2 separate regions of the Zea mays genome follow, and region 1 is linked to region 2. A link is a contact called in public Hi-C data. All regions are on one chromosome and are shown on one strand. Each heading gives the region's core, a stretch centred on a gene start, on an enhancer-like site or on the middle of the called end of the contact. The rest is flanking DNA. Distances are from core to core; before and after follow the strand shown. Region 1 holds the start of LOC100280823 (triosephosphate isomerase, cytosolic). Region 2 holds the start of LOC103636505.

The links. Hi-C and Micro-C count contacts between places; a contact is called where the count stands out from the background.
Region 1: a Hi-C map of endosperm shows a contact between it and region 2, with 2.0 times the contacts expected there. The contact joins the promoter of LOC100280823 here to the promoter of LOC103636505 in region 2. A contact is called at or near these places in 4 of 25 Hi-C or Micro-C datasets (bundle sheath, ear, endosperm and 1 more).

Annotation. Positions count from the first base shown.
Region 1 is chr8:175,242,118-175,248,430 of Zm-B73-REFERENCE-NAM-5.0, reverse strand. It overlaps LOC100280823 (triosephosphate isomerase, cytosolic), which reads right to left and starts at 3,082. Exons shown (of 9, transcript NM_001153743.1): 1 at 2,814-3,082; 2 at 2,627-2,702; 3 at 2,365-2,488; 4 at 1,866-1,950; 5 at 1,036-1,168; 6 at 542-636; 7 at 305-383. The coding sequence starts at 2,855.
Region 2 is chr8:175,008,564-175,014,219 of Zm-B73-REFERENCE-NAM-5.0, reverse strand. LOC103636505 reads right to left here and starts at 3,613. Exons shown (of 1, transcript XM_008658847.4): 1 at 470-3,613. The coding sequence starts at 2,366. The coding sequence ends at 912.

The sequences.
Region 1 (6,313 bases), core at 1,833-4,332, 230 kb before region 2:
AACACAAGAGTTTGTGATACACAGTAGCAAACCCTAGTTCAGAGCAATGATAAGCTAACTGTGAACTGTATGCAAGAATTCGACATTCTACAAAAATAGGTTATGCTTAGTTTCCCGGTTCCACAACCAGTCCTAAGGGCTAGTTTGGAAACATAAATCCTCTTGGGATTCCCCTCATTTCCCAGGGTTTGTAACCCCTTCGAGTGACATTTGAATAAGACATTTAGTTATTTGTGGCAGGGTTTTCAACATATTGTAAAGAACTGAGATGCAACACAATTAAAAATATTGGTAGTGGTGCTACCTCCATAAATTATCCTTGTCAATTCAGCAACTGCAGGGCTAACATTGGAGTGGAGCCACTTTCTCAGACCATCATGAACCTACAATACCATGCACATCTCAAATGATACACAAAGCAGAATTAAGAACATTGATATCGATATGTAAATCAAGAATACCGGGAGACACAAATGGAAGCAACTATCTACGATGTGGAAAAAAAATCATGCAGTTATTGCTCGTGCATAAGAAGCTATACCTCCTGAGCCTGAGCAGGAGTTGCAACTTTGCCGGTACCAATAGCCCAAACTGGTTCATATGCCAACACAATATTTGTCCAATCTGATATTTTTTCTGCAAAACAAAAGGAGAGGCAGTAAACAGTGAATTAGAGAAATTCAGAAGTCCCTCATTTCTGCGTGAAGGAATAAAATTCAAAGCAGCAGCTAGAATGAGCACATGAAGCTAAAAAAGTTTGAAGTGTTAAAAAATGGTGTCAGGTACAAATATATGTATCATGTATAGCGTAGTTCTTTTTTAAAATGACAATAGCTTCAGATTTATTTCTGTGTCCAATTCACACACAAACACACAAATACATCAACCCCACCACCAAAATTTTTATTATTTAATAAAGTAAAAAAAGGACTAAGAGAGCATATGCATCCTGAACCCTATACTGAACAGAAGCAGGAATAAGTTAAAAACATAAGATGATCAGAATATAACAGCAAGTAAAACTGTAAAAGTTACCAGCAATAGCCTTTGTTTGTGCAGCAACAACATCCATTGTTGTTCCTGCCTCTCTCTGCTCAAGGGTCTCACCAATGCAAGCAATTACCTTGAGACCTTGAGTGAGTGCATATGCAACTTTATCAGCAACAAACTGCCATGAATTGAAATAAAGAAAAGTAATTAAAAAATACAGAAGACTTAACAGAAGCAGGTACAGGTTTAGATGGCTTGACAAAAGAACACAACACATAATCTATATCATGAAAACTCGGATAGTTATATCTTGCAATTGGCATAGTAGATGGTTATCAACCCTGTTAGTGCAGAATCTGAATATACTAGCATGATTTCAGAGCACTGCACAAATGTGAAAAGGCATCTCAGCCTAACAACAGTCATTGTATCACCAAGGAAAAATCTGGTTCCAGTGGCCACAAGTTTTTGAAACTAGATGCTGATAGGATAGTAAATTGATCAACTGTTAAGGAGAGAATCAAATGTGGCATTAAAAGTTCAAATCATTTCAAACAATTCCATTATTTCATGACGTTTTCTTCCAAGCATCTAGCATAATAACACATACGGGCTAGTTTGGGAACCCTATTTTTTCAAGAAATTTCCATTTTCCCAAGGGAAAATGAACTAATTTCCCATGAGAAAATGGAAATCCCTTGAAAAAATGAGGTTTCCAAACTAGCCCTAAATGTATACAATAGGTAAACCAGACAACAGATTCTTCCAAGCATCAAGCAAAATAACACAGGAATGTGAGTTGTCAATAGAGAAGATAAATCAGATCATGTCAGCTAAAATAAATCAACAGCAACTTGAGTTTAAAAGGTTCTCACATCACTGGATTCACCCAACAGAGCTCTGCGCTCAGAATGTCCCAAAATGACCCAGGGCACCTGCAGGTTTACCAGCATCTCAGCACTGAAACAAGAAAACTGACACATATTAGTCAATTGGAAGAAATACTCCAGTTATTATTTCACTAGTGACTTGGATCAACGAAATAGAGCACTATGGACATTACAGATCCAATACATGAGCAAATACAGAGATTCAGTGCAATTACTTGACTCAAATATGAAAGCATTGAAGATCTTGACACTCAAAATCATCCGGACGTTTCATGAAGCATGCCAAACTTGCCCAATGAACAAATCTAGAACCTCTCTAAGACTCTAACATAATCAAGCCACATTTCCACGAAAAAACAGAGGAACTAAATGGGCATAAAATTCATACCACTATACTCCTCCGAGAGACCGAGACAAAATTAGATGCGCTTGAACTTCTACCACGCTGAAACATGACAGGTCAAAGCAAAAGAGAGAAGAAAACCTGATCTCGCCGGTGAAGGCGCCGCCCTTGCGCACCCAGCAGTTCTGCGCTGCGACGGCGAAGTCCAGCCGCAGCAGCCCCTTGACCTGCTGCAGAAAAACGAAAGGCGGACTCACCACCACCTCTGCTCACCTCCCCGAGTTCCAGCCAACCAAGAGATCAGCACATAGATCGGTCTAGTCAAAAACCAAACCACAACCGACACAGGCCCGCAACTGCAAACGCGGGGAGAGATGATGCCATGAGAAGTGAGACGACTCACCGACGACGTCTTCAGAGGGCACCTCGGCTTGGTTGAGCACGGTGACGATCTTCTTCACGTCCTCGCCAGTACCGTTCTGCACACGGGGGAGCGGATGCCATCAGAGATCAAACCAAAACTCTGCGTAACGTCGAATTCAAATCGAGAGAACGGTGGTGCCTGGAGCCTGGGTCCTAGGGGGACTTACGCATTTCCAGTTGCCACCCACGAAGAACTTCCTGGAAGCCATTGGTCGTCCTGCAGGAGAGGCGTAGCAGACGCGATGGAGAGTTGGAGACAGTGGAGTTTGGTTGGTGAATTCGTGCGTTCGTGAGTGACGAGGCGGATCGAATCGAGATGGACGGTTATATCAAGGAAGCCGAACAGGTGGCGGTGGCTGGGCTTCTTGCGGCGGAAGAAAGGAACTTATGATATGCTGCGGGCGCCTCCGGCAACGGCCGCAGGCCGGGCGGAAGCAGCGGAGCCAACCGGTTTGGAGCACTCGCAGCCGGATTTCGTCTCGAACCGCGAGCGACCGAGCCTCGGGCCCAGTGACCAAGCAGCAGCTGGCACCTCCGAGCGACCGAGCCTCGGGCCCAGTGACCAAACGGCATCTAGCAATTCATGTGAAATTACTGTGTTCAAAGAGCCTTCAAATTTTCAATGCAAGATTGGTTTACTAATCAAACAAAATCAGAGAACAATAGCGAACAGTTGACAACTTTTATCTCTACTGACTACTATATAATGTTTCGTTATAGGCGTCCACCCTCCCTCCACTCCTCATCACACGGATGAGCTCCCACCACGCCTACGCTGCTCTCAATCGACTCCCCCACCACGCATCCCCCACAATCCGCGCCTCCCCCACCGCACCATTCCATCCATGGCGGTCGCCTCTCAATCGCCTCCCCTACCGCGCCTCCCCCGCAGTCTGCGCCTCCCCCACCACTCACTTCCATCCATGGCAGTCGCCACAATCAAGCATCCTCCATCGTACAGTGGTGGAGATGTGGTGCCACCATGCCAGAGCCGCTCTCAATCGCATCCCCCACCGTGGCAGATCCACAAACCCACGCCCTCCTCCACGTTCGTCAATCATGTCCTGACCCGCAACAGACACTCGCGCAACCTCCTCTTCCTACCCTATCTGAGCTGCCTCGCCCCCGTCCTGCAATCGCTGCAACCTGAAGGATCTGCAGCGATGGTGAGGAAAGCCATCACCGCCACATGGGACGAGCGGCAGACGGTGACTGGCGAGCACACAATCCCCCACCCACAAAGGCCGGCCGTCGCTACTACTTTGACCCCCTTCGTCGGCGATGAGAACCACCAAGTACGCCCTCCCCTTGGCCTTCCTTTCCTGCTACGGAAAACAGTGCGGGCGGACAACAGCCTGTTGTGCGCGCTGCGCCTATCGCAGTTGTCGGTACCCTAAATCAGGAGTACCCTCTCCTGCAGCATGAAGGCATCACACCCATGCAACGTCCTCTAGCCGCGCGGAGGACCGCGCCTGACCCCGCCGGGTGGGCAGGCCAAAGGACGCCACGTGGCAGGGAAAGACACCACATCTCAGTAAGGTCGGACCCCCACGAAAGGACACCAGACCCCTATATACGAGTCCGGAGCCTTCGGGTAAGTCCGAACTCCAGCAGGGTCCCGGAGCGAGAAGGACACGTGTGCGGGCCTCGCCTCCGCTTCCCTCTCAGGCGGAGACCCGCTGCTTGTGGCCCATGACATAAGCTACCGGGCCAATCCTGACGAAAAGCCGTGTAGCCCCTGCATTTATCGAGGAAAAGACGCGCCGCCTGCCACTGCACTGACGGGCGACGTGCCCTCTCAGCATTAAATGTGTCCCGTTCCATCCGCTGGCAGGCGGCGTCAAGGTCATCCAGCAGACAGCCCGCCTGCTGGGTCTGCTGGTGAACAGTATGCCTGTGCTGAGCGGCGCGCTATACTCATATTCTCTTCCGCTAGAAGCTTCCCCTGTACACCAAGGATACGCAGATCTTGGGCGTCAGGGCGCAAGAGGATGGACTCGACAACAGATGTTAAAGGATCCAAGCATCATATTCTTTATGTCCCTGGACCCACATGTCGGGACCCAGTTGAAAGGGAAATAGGCTTACATCTTTTCCTAAATTGATTTTGGTGGTTAAATTGCCCAACACAAATAATTGGACTAACTAATTTGCTCTAGATTATGAGTTCTACAGGTTCCAAAGGTTCACAACAAACCAATAAAAAGACCGAGAAAGGATTCAAAAACAGAGAGCTAAAGTCAGCCGAAGTGTGCCCTGGTCTGGCGCACCGGACTGTCCGGTGTGCCACCGGACAGCGTCCGGTGCACCAGGGACTCCAACTCCGAACTGCTCACCTTCGGGAATTCTGGAGGCCGCTCCGCTATAATTCACCGGACTATCCGGTGTAGCACCGGACTGTCCGGTGTGCCAGCGGAGCAACGGCTACTTCAGCGCCAATGGTCGCCTGTAACCGCATTAAATGCGCTACAGTGCGCGCAGATGTCAGGCTCGCGCCAGAAGGCGCACCGGACAGTCTACAGGACCTGTCCGGTGCATAGGGATGGCAATGGGTACATACCCGTCGGGTAGTACCATTCCATACCCGTACCCATCAAAAAAAATTTTACCCGTCGGGTTACCCATATATACTCGCGGGTATAAAATCTTACCCATACCCGTACCCGCGCGGGTATTTTTACCCGTTGGGTAACCCGTACCCGCTAGGAAAGAATTAAATTCCAATATACGAATCACTCAAAATATTAAATAAACATATAAAAACAACTTCAATTTCACATATAACAACTCATATGATTACATAACTTGGTATCTAGACAAATGATAACTAGAGAAGGGTTTTATTCTAGTTAAGTTGGACTCTATTAGATGTTTATAGTGCTATTGATGCGGGTATATTTTACCCACGGGTAGACGGGTATGGGTAGTACCAACCCATACTCGTACCCGTCTACCCAATGGGTAAAGGTTTTTACCCATTAACATACCCGCGGGTAGAGAAATCATCCCGTACCCGCCTTCATATCGGGTAAAACCCGTCGGGTATTCAGGTTTCGGGTACCCATTGCCATCTCTACCGGTGCACCACCGCACTGTCCGGTGCCCCAGAAGACAGAAGCTCCAACGGTCGGAATCCAACGGTTTGGTGACGTGGCAGGCGCACCGGACAGTCCGGTGCGCCATGCGACAGCAGCCTTCACCAAACGGCTAGTTTGGTGGTTGGGGCTATAAATACCCCCAACCACCCACCATTCATTGCATCCAAGTTTTCCAACTTCCCACACCTTACAAGAGCTATAGCATTCAATACAAGACACACCAAAGAGATCAAATTCTCTCCCAAGTCCATAGTTCATTCCAAATCAAATAGTGACTAGTGAGAGAGTGACTTGTGTTCATTTGAGCTCTTGCGCTTGGATTGCTTCTTTTTCTCATTCTTTCTTGTGATCAACTCAATTGTAACCGAGGCAAGAGACACCAATTGTGTGGTGGTCCTTGCGGGGACTTAGTGTCTCGTTTGATTGAGAAGAGAAGCTCACTCGGTCTAAGTGACCGTTTGAGAGAGGGAAAGGGTTGAAAGAGACCCGGTCTTTGTGACCACCTCAACGGGGAGTAGGTTTGCAAGAACCGAACCTCGGTAAAACAAATCCTTGTGTCTCACTCTTTA
Region 2 (5,656 bases), core at 2,364-4,863:
GACTATAGGGGCTCGACCTCGACTCCTCACCGTACGCGACAAACCCAGGCACCCCTAGAGACCTTACTTGGGGCTATAAATAGAACATCCAGGGCTTCAAGCAGGGGGCAAACACTTCACTGTTTTTTCCTCCATGGTGATATTGGCACTAGCCTCAATCAACTCCAGGGATTTGGAATCCTTTCCTCTCCTCGTCAGCTTGTACTCACTACTGCAAGCACTTAGGTGCTAGTAATATAAGTTTCATCCCTCCTCTGCTAGAAGTAGGGCTTTCTCTAGCCCGAACCAGGATAAACGACTTGTGTTATTTTGCATCACCCATCTGAACTAGGGCACACAATATCATTTCACTAGTTGGTGAGATCCTCAGGTCTAAACACCAACAACGGTATTTAGTATACACGTGCAAGAAGCTAGTCATACACAAAAAACTTTGAGTTGGAGTAGAGTTTCAGAAACTCCAAAAATATCATGATATCTATAAAACCATGGTATTCAAAATAGAGTTTTTTACAAGGTAGCCAAACATTTTTGGAAAAAGTACTATCATAGTTTTGTCTCAAAACTATAAAAATACTTTGATTCCAAACACCCGCTGGTATATTGCACAATCCTTACTTTCTGTACACCGGACTCTGTCACCGGCACGATACCGATGAGAGAAGGGAGACAGGCCCCAACGTGAAAACCAATTTTCGTTTCAACTGTTACTGCTGATAGTGATAGTACAGTCTTGTGTTTTCGCCATCCGTTGAGCCGAGCGCATCACCGCCTCCGTTCTAACTTCTACTTCTTATATACTACTACTGGCTCAAAAAAATATCAACTCTCCAAATCAAAGCTTTGACAAACGCAGAAGGGAGAAAAAGCGTCCGATCCGGACGAGCGAGGGCAAGAAGGCGTCGAACGGTTCAACCGACACGGACGGAGCCTCTCCGGCGCTCCTCGTACCAGCAGATGCAGCTCAGCGCGACGAGCACCTCCACGATGGCCGCCTCGGCCTTTTCCTTGTCCGCCCACAGCAGCGTCTGCAGCGCGTACACGCGCGGCGCGCCGTCGAACCGGCGCGTCCGGTCCATGTTCCGCTCCGCCTGCCACTGGAGCGTGTCGCGCGCCATCGGCCCCAGCCACGCCATGATGCGGTCCACCGCATCCTTCCACCCCCGCGCCAGGGCCTCGTCCAGCGGGCCCGGGTCGCGCCACCACTCCCGGAGCTTCGACCGGACCGCCACGCGGAGCTTCGCCGGGAGCATCTCGTACATCTCGGCGCGCTCTGCGGCGGCCTCCTCCTGACGGCCCTCAGCCTCCATCCGCAGCAGCTCCTCCGCGGACGCGATCACGTTCGCGTACTGCTGGTCCAGCCCCGCGCTCCCGACGGTGCTGGGCGGTGCGTCCAGGAGCTTGCGCCAGTTGGTGTGGGGGTTGTGGCCAGGCAGGTGGCGCCCGATGATCGGGCACGAGTTGCTGCTCATCGGCGGGTGCACGCGGTGGGAGGGGCCGTCCCGACGCGTGATCGGCCCGGACGACGCCTTCGTCTTCCCCAATCGCGGGTGCAGCAGCTTCGACAGCCGGGTCTGGACGCTGTCCGTGGTGGCCGACGGCAGCGGCGGCGGGAGGCCGGGGACGAATGGGCCGAAGATGGAGCAGATGCGTACGAACACCGCGCAGGCGGCGCGCGCCATGAGCCCCACGGCCTTCTTGTAGCTCTCGTTCCACAGGGACTCCTCCTTGAGGCGCTTCACCTTGAGTTGCTGCGTCTTGAGCTCCTGCCGAAGCGACTCCGCGCCGGGTGAATCCTTGGCCAACAGTTGCTGCTGCTGGGCCGCCGCCTGTGGCTGCTGCGGGATGGGGCCGCTGAGGCGGCTCCAGCCCTGGACGCTCATCTTCCGCTCGGCGGACTCCAGTTCGTCGAGCGCCTCCATCTCGGAGCAGAGCTTGGCCGTGGCGGCGACGAGGCGCTCCATCTTCTTGGCCTTGACCCTGAGCCCCTTGGCCACGAGCGGATCAAGACGCGCATCGGGGGCGCCGGCCTTGAGGCAGGCGTACACGCCGCCAAAGTCGAGGCCGCACCGCAGGCCGAGGCGTGCGACGGCGGCGGCCGCGGCGTCCAGCGACACGACCAACTCGGCGCAGGCCAGCTTGAGGAGCAACGCCTGGTCGGTGGAGTTGAGGTACGCCACGGCCGGCGAGCGCATGACGTCGGAGCGCAGCCGGGAGACCTCCTGGTCCGACAATGACCGGTGCAGCGACAGCAGCCTGGACATGGCCGCCGCCGCCTCGAACGCCAGGATGCCCAGCGACGCCTGCGGCCCTGCCGGCAGACGCAGGTCGATGGGCAGCCACGGCTTCTGGACAAGCACAACCATGGATGAACTGTGATGACCCCTCCCTCCCTCTCCCAGCCTCAGCTCACTTTCTCGCTCAGGTGCTGCAACGCCACTGCTCGATCGAAGCTCCGTGCCCGCTCTCCTCAGTGGCTTGTTATACTACCAGACATGAAGAAATACATCCCGCTAGGTAGAGCTTCAACGCTGTCGGCCGATGCCTCGCTGGTGCTCCACGCGGTTTTGCGCCCGCCGCCCGGTACAGGTTCGGTTGGGTTGGTAATCCGGTACGGGTGACGAAGGGAGCCTCTTTATATACCGGCGGTGGTGGTAGTGCTGTTCTGGCTTAGGTCTCTCGCCCTGGGGCAGAGAGGAGAGAAAGGCGACCGCGAACTTATTGCTGATGCCCCTGCAGAGAATAGATAAGAGAGACGGAGAAGGAGATAGAGGTGGCGACGGCGATGGTGTGTGACCGAGGAGGAAGACACGGTCGCCCCGTGGGAATGCCTGGTCCGAATGGTAGGCGCGCGCTTACCTGAAGCTGAAGGGGACGCACGCAGCGTTGGTTGAAGCGTGAGCTTTCTTTATTTCCGGGGTCGGGTGGGGAGTGGAGATAAGTTCATCTCTAACAATAGTGCAAATGACGGTATAAAATATTATTTTACACTATATATTATATTATTTGTAAAATAAAATTTAAAATAAAGAGTGAGATATAAAATTTGCTGGAGATAGTCTCCAACACCACACCGGCCTCCTCCTCCTGTCCCTCGGCCGGTGTAGGAATGGAGTGCTGGCCGCTCCAACGGAGCCCATTGTGCGGGCTAGCGCATGTGACCACGTGCTCCACTGCACATCTCCCCGTTTCGTTAATTAGTGCTTTAACTGTAAAATCAATATTTTTAGTATAATTAATATATAACAATGTGTATTATAGTACTACAAATATAGTATTATTTTTTAAAATTCCAAAACTGATATATAAAAGATAAATAATTCAGTTAAAGAGTGAAGGGAAGTTGAATGGATGGATTGGTTGGAGAGGACAAAAAATAGGAGGAAGAATCAAGAATGGATGAGGAAGGGATATTTAAATATGAATAGAAGGTATAAATAGGGGGATTTGGAAGGAGAAATAGTTGGAGATAGACTAAGCGACCTCGTGTTATCTGTTTGTCCGGGCTCAGTGCGAGGTTAAGTTGCTTAACCCACTGGGTTTGAGAGTTTCTACCACTACAACCTAGATCGGGACTCACGAGTACCGATTTCGGCAGGATATCTCATTTCATTTTATAGGCTTTCCGATTTTACTCCTGCTTTCTTTTCGTTTTCGTTAGACCATACCTATTTCGGCCCTGCTTTATTGAAAACAACTATATGTTATGCTGGAACAAGAACACGCATGGTTATCGTTGACCGTTATCCGGAAGAACGCCGGGAATTCGGAGGTTCTGCCATGCGTTCGTTCAGACCCGAATGCGTGTGGACATCACTTGCTTCGTGAGTGAATCCACAGGAGCTAGTTAGCTAGCTAGGGCGTAGCTGCGTTCAAATGCTGTATTGTTATCGGCCATGCCTTCTGGTCTCCGCTTAAACCTCTGGAAGACCAGAGCACGTGGCCGCAACGACGACGAGCTTTCGGTTGCACGTTTTGGATACGCACATCGGCATGAAAAACGAGCTTTCTGTCGGATACATGCATATGCACAGAGGCACCTAAGCAAGTGCATGCTTTGCTTAAGAATCAAGTCTAATATAAAGCCTGCAGTTGTCATTAGTTAATATTGTTCCATTTCTCGAGGGAAATAAAAGAGAGACCTCCAGCAAACATTTTAACCGTACTATTTTCTACTATTTCTATAATGTTTTGTATTGCAGCTACATCAGTTCGAACAGTCTGAAAACCACAAAACTGTATAGCGTAGATTAAATTTAGAAAAATACGCTAGGAGGCTCCCATTGTCTTTTGCCTCTAAACTCTCTTTTCCAAACTTATATAGCTGCAAATTTTGTAGAAGACATTTAGAAGAGGCTCCATACTCTAAACGGTGACAGCTTGGGGGCAACATGTACCATCCCGAGCTTTCATCGACTTTTTTTTCCTTAAATCTTTGTTACATGTAGATGTTAGGTCAAATCCAATCAAAATTTTCATCTTCTTATTTTCCGAGTCATTACATCAAAACTTTTTACAACAAATCAATTGTCACTTGGTCTACGAACTTTAAAAATGCATTTTTAGGACTTTAAACTTATACCACACATTTACATTTTTAACTTGTAAAAATGTTACATCAGACGTATATTTATAGATCACACGGACTATTACGAAGTTCAATGAAGTAGCATTCCTTGAAGTTTAGAGGTCGTTCATGTATTTAACTCTTGTTACGTAGTTTTGAAATAGTCATCAAATTGAGGAATCCATCTGTTTGGATTGATCTTGTTTATTTAGTCAAAAAAAAGTCAACCTGATTTATGGCTTAAAAAAAGTCAATCCATCTGAACGACGACTAACTCTGAGTTAGAGATGTCCAAACGGGCGGCCCGGCCCGGTCTGGCCCGAGCCCGGTGAAGCCCGGCCCGTTTTGGGCCCGGCCCGCCAGGCACGATTAGAAAACCGGGCCGGGCCAGCTAAGCACGCGGGCTCAATTTCCTGTCCGAGCCCGGCCCGCAACGGGCCTAAACGGGCCGGGCCGGCCCGTTTAGCACGAAAAAAGCGGGCCGAAAAGCACGTTTAGTGTAAAAAAGCGGGCTTAACGGGCTTAGAGCTAAACGGGTCGTGCCGGGCTAGCCCACCGTGCCTAATTTCCTGTCCGAGCCCGGCCCGCTTATTCGTGCCGGGCCGGCCCGGGCCCGCATATAACCGGGCCGTGCCGGGCTCGGACCGGACCCAAACAGCGGGCTTCGTGCCGAGCTCGCGGGCCTCGTGCTTATTGGACATCTATACTCCGAGTGATGGGATGGGTAGGACTGAACATCCAAGCTTAGACCAACTCCAGCAGACTCCCTCTCCGTATCCCTAAAACGCGCGGCCAACACATTCTCTCTCCTCTCCGTATCCGTCTCCGTTTCCAGCAACACTCCCCATCCCACTCCGCATGCAGTCTATGACACCTGGAGCCCGCGAGCAGCCGCGCGCGCACGCAGAGAGCTGCGGAGAGGAGAGAGAAAGCGTGGAAATGGGGAGTGCAGGGACACGGCGTCTATTTTGCGGAGACGGATGCGGAGCCTGCTGGAGAGCGCAATAGTGCCTCAGACCGTGCAAAATGCGGATGCGGAGTGGGATGGGGAGTGTTGCTGGAGTTGGTCTTAAAGTCTACAGCTACAGT